Linked DNA regions of Mus musculus: region 2 is linked to region 1. A link is a contact called in public HiChIP or PLAC-seq data. All regions are on one chromosome and are shown on one strand. Each heading gives the region's core, a stretch centred on a gene start, on an enhancer-like site or on the middle of the called end of the contact. The rest is flanking DNA. Distances are from core to core; before and after follow the strand shown. Region 1 overlaps Cd247 (CD247 antigen). Region 2 holds the start of Gm33224 (a long non-coding RNA gene).

What was found. HiChIP or PLAC-seq counts read pairs in DNA pulled down with a chosen protein or histone mark.
Region 2: an H3K4me3 HiChIP or PLAC-seq map of the SCID.adh cell line shows a contact between it and region 1, with 20 read pairs. The contact joins two enhancer-like sites. A contact is called at or near these places in 1 of 39 promoter capture datasets (stem cell-derived epiblast-like cells), 1 of 484 Hi-C or Micro-C datasets (the G1E-ER4 cell line), 5 of 115 datasets of contacts at active chromatin or transcription factors (the SCID.adh cell line, double positive thymocytes, effector CD8 T cells and 2 more) and 2 of 9 other capture datasets (embryonic stem cells and embryonic trunk).

What each region holds. Positions count from the first base shown.
Region 1 is chr1:165,812,423-165,818,666 of GRCm38.p6, forward strand. All of the region lies in intron 1 of Cd247 (CD247 antigen), which reads left to right. Among named protein-coding and RNA genes, the nearest start is that of Gm23402, 5.8 kb to the left of the region's middle. Within about 2 kb of position 1,894, at least 53 of the 459 cell types and tissues checked have an H3K27ac peak or open chromatin away from gene starts, as enhancers often do. A contact at or near this core is called in the SCID.adh cell line, where this site is marked.
Region 2 is chr1:166,043,212-166,049,169 of GRCm38.p6, forward strand. Gm33224 (a long non-coding RNA gene) reads right to left here and starts at 5,881. Exons shown (of 3, transcript XR_865710.2): 1 at 5,783-5,881; 2 at 3,656-5,670; 3 at 2,241-3,574. It also overlaps the pseudogene Gm7626. RefSeq lists an enhancer at 4,267-5,958. Within about 2 kb of position 2,295, at least 90 of the 459 cell types and tissues checked have an H3K27ac peak or open chromatin away from gene starts, as enhancers often do. A contact at or near this core is called in the SCID.adh cell line, where this site is marked.

The DNA.
Region 1 (6,244 bases), core at 644-3,143:
CCAGCTAGGGAAGAAGACTGAGGGAAGGGGTCACTCAGCTGGGTTAGCTCTGGCTGAGGAGAAGCTGCAAGCTCACCTGTTTTCTTTCTTCTTTCTTCTCCACCCCTTCATGAACACACAAGCTTCTGAAGTGTGCTAGCTGCCACCGACCTTCATCTCTGAGAGCTGTAGAAAACACTGGACCTGCAGAGGTTATTAGCAGACAGCGGGAGAATGACAGAGACTTGAGGGTTCCTAGTAAGCTTGGTACTGCAAGGGTTAGGCCCTGTACCTGAATCCTGATCCATCTCTTCTGCTTCTCTGGGCCCCTCCACAAGTGAACCTTGAGTGGCTTAGTATGATGACATATTAGGATATTTGGTGCCCAAGACAATGACATGGACTTCTAATATTTTCCCCTCAGATTTAAAAGTTTGTGGTAAAACACACACAACATAAAATTTACCACATTAGCCATTTTGGGTGTACAGTTCAGTGGTATTAAGTACAGTCGTTTGGTTGAGCAACTGTCTCTAAGCCTCTTTTCATCTTGTAAAACTGAAACCATACATCCACCAACCTCCAGTGCCCGCCAACTGCCCCACCCCCAACTCCCATTCTATGTTCTGTCTCTATGATTTTTTGACTTCCCTATGTATCTTGTATGAACAGAATCATACAGTATTTGAATGCTTGAATGTTTTCTTCTTATTTTAGCATATTATCCGTGGGGCCCTATCTTGCTTTAGTAGGTGTCAGAATCTTCTTTTAAAGACTGAATAATGTCCCAGGTGTATTTACAGATCCCGTCTGGCTTGGTCACACACCAAGTGATGGACACCTAGGTTGCTTCTACTTGGTATTGTGAGGAAAGTGTTCTGAGTGTGGGCAGACAGGGGTCTGCTTTCCAGTCTCTTCAGATGTGTACTCGGAAGTAGGATTGGGAGGTCATGTAGTAGTTGAACTTGTGCAAGAACTGGCAAGCTATCCTCCACAGCGACTATACCAGTTTACATCCCTACCAGGAGCATCTGGCACAGCAGTTTCTCTATATCCTTGCCAACACTTGCTTCTGATTTCCCATCCTAGCTGCTCTCGCTGGGGTGAAGCGATCTGAACTTTTGAACAGAAAGAAACAGGCAAAGTAAAGGTTTCCCCTTCAGTGCCAGCAGCACTCAGGAGGCAGTCGCAGTCTCGGGGGGGGGGGGGAGTTTCATGAGTTCAAGGCCATCTGGTCTATATAGTGAATTGTAAACCAACCACGACTGCACGGTGAGGGTCTGTCAAAAGGAACGAAGGGACGAAGGACCTAAACCTGGCATACCATTTTAACAAACTAATCATATTAACACATACAAAAATATAGTAACTGCGTATGCATGGCCCTTCAGAGACAATGCAAAAGGAGGGAAGGGAGAAGATGTGTAGAGAACAAGATAAGAAAAATTAGAAGTTAAGGTGGGTAAGAAAAATTAAGGTGGCGCAGAACGGTGACAGGCTCTGAGGACAGCTTTGCGACAGCAGTTGGGGGCAGCCCAACTCTGAGTGCTGGACCCTGTTTGCCTACATTTGCCTGGGGAAACTGACTGCTTCCAGGGCAGGAGGGTCCTCAAGAGAAACAAGCCACAGATCCTATTTGGGGTCAGAAGATCAAAATGGGGGAGGGGTGATTGGCCCCTAAAACAGGTTTGCCTCAGGGAGCAGAAAGCAGGCTTCCTTGGTTTCTTGGTTGGCCTGGCTGCCCCTTGTCCCTCTGCAGAGCTAGCCTCTGTAGAGGCCAAACTGGGTGGCATTCAATCTTGGGTTTCATGCATTTTTTAAACCTGCTGTTGAAGGAGCAACTGCATCAGGCAGCCCTTTTATGTCAGGGAAACCGCCTGTGAGAACGGGGGAGGTGATGGGGGCGCTGAGCTCCAAGGGGCTGCCCTGGGCCTTTGTTTCAGGAGGCCGCACAAGGCGGCTGGGCTTTTCCTTTGAAAACCCCTGGCCAGGAGCTCAAGAGCCTCTTTTCTGCACACCAGCTACATCACATTTTACAAACCTCAAGGAAGGGGACCCAGACCTGGTTCTGTAGTAGTCTGGTTTGTGTGCCTCGAGTCTCCGACACCCTCATTTTCTTGGTAAGCACAGAATGTAGGGAATAGCAGTGTTTTCTCTTACATCCCTGCAAAGATTTCCCTGGAATTTCACCACCAGCTGGATGAATAGAAAGAAAAGGGAAGCAGGCAGACTAAATAGACGGGGCATCTCAATGGCATGTCACCGCCTCACAAAGCCGGCAGGAAATCCTTAATTAACCCTGCTTCCAGACACAAAGCCCCCATAACATTTCATCCCATTTGAATAAATATTTTTAAAGAAAGGAATGTGAAAGCACTTTTATTCGTGGTCTTGGAGCGCTAATTTAGCACCACGTGTATTTTCAACTGTCCCACAAAAGCGCAGAGGATAAGGGAGTTCTTCCAAAAGCCCTCCTCCCCTCGGTTTCATTTCTAGTCCATGGTGACACATCCCTCTTGGGAAAATCCTGGCCCAGATTTTATTAGTCTTTTGTCAGCTGTCGGGAGTTAAAACTTCACAAATCCAGTCTACGCCTCAGCCCTGCCTTGCAAGCTGCCTGCCTCCCCATGAGATGTGGGCTAATGGTTGGGAAGAGTCACCCTCATCGATCCTGGACACAGCAATCAGCCCTTCCTTCCCCCCAACCCAGAAACCTACCCTGTGCTCAGTAGCCCCTGGCTTCCCCGAGCTGCTCCTGAGGCACTGAAAGCAGGTGTGCACACGCAGAGGTGTTTGGTCTCCTCTAGCACAGGTCTGTGGGGTCTTTTTTCCAAAAGGTTTCAAAATCACCATTATGTCGATTGACAGTGTTTCTGACCAGCTTTAGTTGAGCTTCCGGCTCTCCTCCTTGGTCCATGTGTGCTTAATAAAACCCTGAGACTCTTGCTAAGTCAATCCAGCAAGAAGCTCACACTTGACACCTGGTCACACTCAATATCTCAGAATCCAATGAGCCCCGTCTTCCACTGTCCCTCAGGGGTGCCTCATTTTGTCTTCAGCTGGGATCCTGTGACGTCAGCTTAGCCAGAATCTCTCTCTCACTCCTGATATATCTTTCTTAGTAATTTTCCATCCACTGACCCCTCCTGCCTGACGTCGGACTATACCTGCCCACCTGCCCTTACTGTGGTCAAGCTGAGCCCCACTGCTCTTTCCCACTGAGGAGCCCACCAAAGTGGTCCTTTATCTGTCTAAATGGCCTGGGTAAAGTCACTCTTATTGTTCCTCAACAAGGGTCTCTGAGTAATTTCTCTTTAACGCATCCTGGCAATCATTATTAATTGTTTTTACTAAGTATGATGATAATCTCTGATAGCTATATTCTGAGGTCCATTTTATAAAGTGATCTCATTATGATGTCATTTGCACCCCATGGAAATAGTGACTGTCCTTTCCTCCTGACAGATCAGGAAACTGAGGCACTGAGTGAGCTTCTTAAGAGAACAAAGCAAAGATTAATATTATGGACAGAGCACGTCCGTCTTTTTTAACACCCCATAGGCTGCTCCTTCTATGACATGCTGTCTTGTCGTGGAAAGATTCCATGATGTGCCAACGGAAGAAAATGAGTCAGACCCACCTAAAAGACGGTGACCCTGTGGATTTGAGCTTCCACATAAAATTAATTTGTACTGAGTGGTGGTGGCGCACGTCTTTAATCCCAGCACTTGGGAGGCAGAGGCAGGTGGATTTCTGAGTTCGAGGCCAACCTGGTCTACAGAGTGAGTTCCTGGACAGCCAGGGCTATACAGAGAAACCCTGTCTCGAAAAAAAAGAAAAATAAATAAATAAATAAATAGATAGATAGATAAATTAATTTGCACCCCTGGGCAAGAGCAGCGGGTCTGGGTCACAGACCGAATGAGGAACACCCACCCAGAGGAAGGGCCTCTGGCTTGTCTGGCCGCTTTTCCACGGCACCACATTCTACGCTGACAAACCTGGCGGAAGAGGGGGATCCCAGTGGTCAGTGTTAGTTAGCATCAGAGTGCTTTCGTGGGCATGTGTGTGGGTGTTGCTGCGCTGACCCTCCCAGCTGAGAGCAAGGCTTGCAAGACAAGAAAGGATGTGGTGGCAGAGACAAGCCTTCTAGCGTGGGAAATTGATCTGTGTGCCATTGGTGGCATGCCTGCCACATCATAGGCTCTGCTGCTGTGCTCTGTGGTGGTGCTGGCCATGGGGGGCGGGGCCTGAGGACACCTGCGCTCGGACAAGAAGCTGGTCAAGGGGTGGGGCCCGAGGACACCTCTGCTCCAGTCTTCAGTTAATTTTTAGTTTTCACTTTACTGTATTTTCCCACAAGCACCCTGAGCTGCTCCCCCAGAGCAACCCCTCTAGCCACCCTATCTCAGGTGTGCCATGGTGCGGAAGTGACTTGCCTATGTCCCGCGGCCCCTTTTCTGCTTCGGTAGCGGAATCTCAGGGACTCCTCCCTAGCTGCAGTGATTCGGGAAGGTCCTGTATTTGAATCTGATTTCTTATTTGAACATTGAGGGCACTGGGTGTAAGAACCAAAAGAGTTTCTTGTTCTGTGATCAGAATGTGTCTCCTTCTACCCCACCGGCTTCTCTGTACTGCTCACTGGACCCTAAGCATGCCTCTGCTCTCACTGTGTCTTGAGAGCAGAGCTGAGGCCGTTTGTCCCTCAGAGCATGGGTCAGAGGGACAGTGTAGACGGCAGTGTGACATGGAAGGATGCTTCTAGAAGGTGCCTCGTGTGTGTGACGCCCTCTCCAGTCTTCCAGTAGCTCTGGTTATAACTGGGCTATGATACGTGGGGGCTGGAGACAGAGCTGGTAAGAAGGGTCCTAAAGCTCCAACCTCTTTGTCCAACCTCATTGCCCTAACCACCTTAGAAGCCATGGCAGATAGAGACTGTCCCTAGGGTGCCTGCCAGCAGCCGCTGCTGCCAGTCAATACAGAGTTCACAGGAGAGGCATGGGCAGGATAAGCCGCTTCCCGTCTGCCTGTCCACTTTGTTCTCATTCAGCCACGTTGAGTCGTAAGCATTCTCAGCTCGCCAAATATTTACTGAGCACACAGTCCTTGTAGCACCCAGGCAGAGTGGAGACAGGCGGAGTCTATCCATCCCATGATGGGATATGCTGCTGCTCTTCCCGAAGGCTTCCTCTTTATACCACAAGGTTCCCCTGGAGTCTTTAGAAGGGTGTGCACACAGTCGAAAACCCCAAGGCAAGGGTGAGCGCAGTGGAGTGTAAGGAGCCAGCTGCTTCTGCTCCCCATCGAGGCTGTGGCTCCACTCCTCCTCACTACAGGGCAAGCTTAGGTTCCACAGTTATATCCTGGGCTCCTCAAACACCCAACACCCAGGTTCCACCAACTTAAGGGATAAGTCTAGAAGAGTGGTGGCCTCTGGGATGCACCCAAATCCCTCAGCCTCTGGCTGAAAGAAAAATGCTGTCCCTTCTGATCTTGCCTATAAGGCCTGAGTCTGTGACTTGTCTAACCCCTTTTTAATTGTTTTCCTTACATTCTTTTAAAACTTCAAATCCTTCTAATGGGTGCCAGCTTCCACTTGTTCTATGGGGGTGGGGGACAGGTGGAAGGTGACAGCCCCTCCAGGACCTTTGGCCCTTGATCACTACTGCACGTGGTCCAGGAGCTGAGGCAGGGGCATTGTGGCTATGGCCCCCAAAGACTTGCCACTTGTGTTTTCATACAGTAAAGAGGGCTGCTGCCTATGGACGTGGCTTTTGGAATGTTTGAGCCAGAGGCTCCCAGAACCTTGATCCTAGGTTCTGTTCTCCTCAAGGGCCAAGGAATACAGAAGGAAGCCTCAGAGAGTCAGGCGAGGCCTCGCTGTCCTCAAGATTGAGCTCAGAGCAGCCTGCATAGCCACAAGCAGTTCTCAGCAGCAGAAGCAGGAGGAGGAGGGCAGATAGATGGGCACGTGTCTGCTCTTCAGAGATCAAATTGTCTCTGAAAGGCTAAGCAGCTTCCAAAGAAAAGATGGAATCAAAGGGGTGTATGGTCCATGCCTGTGCTTATGCCAAGAAGGATGTCTGAACTGTAGCTGGTACCCCCAATGGCTTCCAGCAGCCCAGCAGCAGCCCAGCCCTCCTCCCTGGCTTCTCACACAGGCAGCAGAGGCAGAGCTGCAGAGCTGTGAGCTGCTCGCTGCATGCAGTCTGGGCAGCTCCTGTCAGAACGTGACCTACTATCACTGAGACCAGCCCAGTGGCCA
Region 2 (5,958 bases), core at 1,045-3,544, 230 kb after region 1:
AGACTTCATTCTACTAGAAGCCAATTGACCCTGAGCTTGGCACTGTGTTCCCTTTTTATTTCTTTTAGACAGCCAATTTTTTTTTTTTAATTGGGGGAATGGGTCTCTAGGGGCGGACCTGGGGCCCTCACTGCACAGCTCGCTCATTGGCACCATCTCCAGAATCCTGTGGCTTCATCACATCTGGAAGCTCTGGAGGGCTGAGAAGGGCTTGACGCGCGGAGCTTCGAAGGTGTCATCTGCTCGGAAGGCCAGGTCCACTGTGGCTGGCGCCTGTGGCCATGCTGTCTAACTAGTGAAGCCACACTCGGAGTTTTTCCATCATCAAGAAGCTGGTCGTCCTTGTAAAGTCGCTGCTCCTCTGGCGGCCGCTTGAGGATGCCCTCGAGGAGATGCGCTCCAGTTCCAACAGGGTGCTCTAGCTTCCTTAATGTTCTTAAAGATGGTGGTCTTGCGCGGGATCATAAGAAACACGTCCATCCCCGCGGCTGCTTCAGGCTCAATTAGCTAGCGCGGCTGCGCTCCGCCCCGCCCCTTCTGTGTTACTTTTATCATCAGTATTGTCCCACTCCAAGGTTTATACTCTCAACCTTACACTGTCAACTTAAGATACTGCACAGTGCAGCACTGATTAATCAGTAGCAGGGTGTTTCCTCCTCTGTGTCATCACTACACTCTGGGTTTAATGTCTCCCATCCCCCACCCAGTAACTGTGTCAGGCTTGTGGGATAGGTTTGTGACTTAGCAAGTGTTTACCTAGTACATAGCATGTCCAAGGCCCCAGCTTCATTCCCTGGCACAACAAAACAAAACAAAGGCAACTGTGGGCTCGTGAGTCAGCTCGCCATCAGCCACCAGCTGCTTCCTGCCTGTAGGATGCAGCTTTTGTCTCCCACATACTCTCAGCATAAAACCCTGGTCCAAGCACACACAAACCAAACGCCCACAGTTGAATGGTTCAGTGAGTGAATTAATGAAAATTATCACTGAAACAGCATCTCAACCTTGCTTCTTACAAATAAAATATAATTTAATCTCAAAACATTACATTTACTTCGTGTATATGTAAGGGGGTGGGGTGGGGGTGGGGAGATTACATACTCAGACCATGAGCAAGCTTGTGTGAGCCCCAGAGATCAGACGAAGGTCGTCTGCCTTGGTGGCAAACACTTCTACCCACTGAGCTATCTAGCTGGCACCTATATCATTTTTCAGTGACAGCATCCTTAATGTGGCCCTCCCCAGAAAAAAAGTCTTCATTTTTTAATCTACACTATTAATACTTCACATTTTTTAAAACGGTTTCTTTCAGGATCTTTTAGATTGATAGGAAATAACTGAAAGCACTGTTGAGTTTCCCTACGCCGGCCCAATTTCCCCTCTAGTTGACATTTTACATTTGCCACAATGAATGACCCAGTTCTAATACATTTTTATTAATAAAAGTCCACACTCTCCCCACGATCTCTTTGGGTTTCCTGTTTTCCCAGCGTAGCCTTTGCTGCCCCAGGTCCCTCCCTGTTCCAGCATGCTGTGTTTAGTTGCTACATCTCCTTGGCTTCTCTTGGTTGTGGTGGTTTCTCTCTAAGATCTGAAAAAGTCCCATTTGGGGGGCGTGGGGGGTTGTTCAGGTCAGCCTCCTCCATGACCCTAGCCAGCTGTCATTTTCCTGGAAGGGACTCTTGGATGCAGCTGAGGAAGGTTAAAGGGGGCACAGAATGGGCTGATGGACAGGCTTGAATGAAATTCATTGCTCTTGGCCTTCTAATGAGGTGCATGGCCAATGGCCTTGGGAGGATGCAGCCTCGGAAATACAGCAGAGTCTAACAATCTAGGAAACACAGCACAGTCTAAACCGTGACACACCAGGGACGGGCCATCTGCTTGGGCAGATTTTGGTGGCTTCTCTCAGTAGTCTTGTTAGGCCTGAGCAAGCCAGGGGCAGTGACCTCTCTTCTTGCCATTCACTGACTTTGCTTTCCTCTGGAACCAAATGCTTGCAATCCAGCGTCAGTCGATCCATCTCGTAGGTATACATCCAGGGGATCGAAACTCACACCCCATCATGCTCTCTGGCCACATCACATCAGAGGACGACCCACTGGCAGTGCAGGTGCCCTTTCCATTTCCATTTCCCCTTCCCTCTCTCCCCTCCTCCCCCCATCCCCAGTTCCTTTTCTAACTCTTGAGCAGGAGAGGGAAGGGCAGGATGGGTGGGAGTTTTAACTGTTACCTCTGGCCTAGTTCTTTCATCTCTTAAGCTAAATTCCAAAGGGGTAATTGTATTAGTCATCCCCAAATCCAGCCTTCTCAGAGAGCGCAGCCTGTGAGCTCCCCCTCTCTCCTTCTTTCAGGGGGTTGGAGAAGTGCAGTTTATAAAAGCCCCACTTCTAAGTCCCCAATCTGCACTTTCTGGAAGCTTTCCGGAGAGCAGCCATCCTAGCGGACCCCAAGCTGCACAGACTTGGACACTACATAACCTTTCTTTTCCCCAGCCCCCCACCTCCTTCTTCCTTGCAGCCAATTAAAGACAGACAGCACGCTGCCCCGCTGCTGAGGCTCTAACCGAAGGAGCAAGAGGAGTCTGGTGGGAGGGAGCTCCTGCTGAGAATGGGGCCCAGGCCCTGGGCTAGGCAGGATGGAATGTGCCGTGGGATTTAGGAAAGCTGTGGCTGGATATGAGACTCTGACAGCCAAAATGCACACAGCACTGGTGATTAAAACTAACAAGAACACTTGCCAATTTCCCTACAAGTTTGTCCTTTCTCCAGAGTAGTTTTGACAGTGGACAGGACACGAGGCATTTTTCTATGGCCACTCACTTCGTCATCTTATGTGGCTCCTACACCCAAGTAAATATTGAGATGTTTGAAGAAGTTACCATCCGCCTGTGAGGAATTTTTCTCCTTTTGCAAGGAAACCCACAGCCCAATCCAGTCCATGATCTCCTTCTGCTACTGTTTTGCTGGGCGCTTATAGATAGAAACCAGAACTTTCTTGTTATGTGTTCCTTTGCTATTTGGATAAAGTTTTTTTTTTTGTTGTTGTTTTTTTTAAAGAAAAAAAAAAGGACAACCACCCCTTTGTCATTTGTTACTCTTTCTGTGTTGATAGATCTTAAGAATGTATTTTCTGGACTGGTAGGACGACTCAGTGGTTAGGGGTGTGGGTGCTTGTAGCCAAGCCTGAAAAACAGCAAGCTGGTCTTAGCCAGTGCTCTGTAATATGAAAACAGAAAAAGAAGATTTAATTTAAGGTAACCACATCAGGAAGAAAAACAAGGGAGTCCAGGAACCTCCAAGTCCAAGACCTCCCTCTGAGATCCTGACAGAAGCATAGGAGAGGAGATAGGGCATGAGTAACCTGGTCACCTGGTCAAGCTGTGGTCCCCCACTCTTGTCTCAGCTCCTCCAGTCTCCCTTGCAAGGTGGTCCAGGAAGATGCCGGACTGAGATCTCTTCCTAGAAGACAAGTCTCTCCTGCTGCCGCAGGACTTCATCCTTTCCCTTCTCCCAGCCTGGGGCTCTCGGAGACATGTCAAGACTCTGCATTCCAATGGTCTGATACCTAAGGGCTGGGGCACACGTTTCTCTTATCCCCATTCCTGCCTGTGCCAGTGTAGAACCCATTTGTTCATTAATTCATCCACTCAAACCTTTCTATAAGCCAGGCATTGTGTGAGATGCTTGGATATAGCAGGGAAAGTCCCAGGGCCAGGTATGTTGAGATTCCTTTGAGGGAAGGCAAACAAATAAACAGACAAACAAACCAGTAAGTGTGGGATGTAATGGGTTCTAACAATCGCTGTAAAGATAAATAGAACAGTTTAAACAATTAGAGGACAAGAGAAGGCAGTGGCTTTTACACAGGTAGACAACCCTGTTGTGAGGTGACATTGGAGAGGAACTGAGGAAGTGAAGTCCCTGAGGAGAGACAGATGCTACTGAAGGCAATGTGGGCAAAAAGGCCCTGTGCCCTAATCCTCCTGACTCCAGAAAAGCAGTATTATTATTATCTCATCTCTAAAAAATATTATATCAATATTTTTGTATTTTATGTGAATGGAAGTCAGAGGAGTACTTTCAGAAGCCGGCTCTCTCCTTTCACGATATGGGTCCCCAGGGATCACACTCAGGTCTTCAGGCTTGGTAGCAGTCACCTTTGCCCACTGAGCCATCTTACTGGCCCTCTTATCCCACTTTAAAAACAAGATGGACAAACAAAACCCCCAAACTTGCTGCATCTCCACTTCCTTCATATTCTCCCCTCCCATCTCAGCCATACCTTTTTCTTCACTCACTGGCCCCCTCCCCTTTATTTTTATCGACCAGTCTTTCTCCGCACAATCTTGGAGTAAGCCTGGTTGCCCAGAAAATGCTAAATTGAAACAAACCAAACCAAACCATGAAGTTAAAGGAGTAGAAGAAGAAAAGCGAGCGAGCAGTGTCCAGTATGGAGGAGCCGACCTGTGTGCCCAGGACCACCTGTGGAGCAAACCTCTCTCTTCAAGTCCTGGGTATCAGGGCCTGTCAGTGTCTGCTGCCAGCTCGGGAAGATGCAGCGGATGTGGGAGGCAGAAGGGCCTCTAGAAAACTCATGTCTCTGTCAGCAGCACACTGAAAACTCACCAGGAATGCCAGAAAGATGAACTAGTTCACGAATTCAAATCAGAGCGTTTCGCTCTGCTACTTCCGTGACAGGGGAAACAGAAGGCGATTAGATTAGACGCAGCTTCAGGAAGCACGCTACACTTTATACGGCGAGGTAAAAGTGGTTCTGCGCAATTGTACTGCTTTTCTTTAATGTCATGCCAGGACTCAAGATCCTTACAGGAAAAACTCCTATGGGGTCGCGGGAGGGGGAGACTGAGACGCAGCTCAGTAGTAGACTACGTGGTCGGCGTGAACAGAGCCCTGGCTACGATCCCCACGGAAGAATAAAACAAGCAAGCAAGCAAACAAAAAAGTTTTCCACTCATAAGTACAAAGATCAGCATGGCTACACGCATTAAAACCTCCCGTGTCTTTAAAGGCACAGTTGGTAATGAAGGTAGGCAATGTCTCACGTGTTGTGTCTCCTCCATCCCCTTGTCGCCCCTCCCCGCCCCCCAGCTCACCACTGATCTAGTGTTTACTCTGTCACACCGAGAGGGAGCTAATTCTTGCTTGCATCTCTCAGTTATGTCCTCTGTGGAGCACTTCCTGGCTCCATTTCTATTTGATTTCTTGCTTGAGTGTAAGTTGTCAGTCAGTCACTCCATCAGCCTGCAGGCGCTCGCTCCAGCCTTCGGTCCCGTCTTCCTTGGCATGGGCTAGTCCGTTTTGCAGTCCCTGGGCTGTAAAATGAGTGGGTGATCGGGGTGACTGCGAAGAAGGGTTCGCACCCCTGCCTGGTGGTCACATGTGCCCTTCTGGTGCCCCTGCGGTGGCTTTTTATGAAGCAGATCTCCACCCCTATGACTGTTACCTCCTGGGTCTTATCGCGATCTTCTTCTGCCTTTTGCCCTCCGTCTGATTTCGAGGAGGAGACTGCTGACTTTCACCGGTGTATTTCAGAACGGCAAACCAAACCCAGCTCTTGCGTTTACACAGACAGTAGCAGGCTGCTAACTCACAACACATGTGGAATCATGTTAGCGCTGGAGTGCTGCCCCGGAAGTCTTGGGTATTTCTGTGTCAAAGAAAGGGAAAGAAGGAAGGGAAAAGGAGAGAAGACAATGAATGAATAAAGATTGTGTTAAAAGGAAACGCCTAGAAGGTGACTTTACTGTTCACTCACTCACTAGGAAAATCTTCGCATAAGTGCAAGAGATATTGATTGAATCCTTGTTAGGACAGGCGCTGCCTGGATAGCAGGAGTGGCTTCAGCCCGCTCTGCATGTGGAGTCAAGAACCCTGTGGGAGGTGGATATAGGATTGGCCCAAGTCGCATAACTAGAATATCTATCGGACCCCTGCC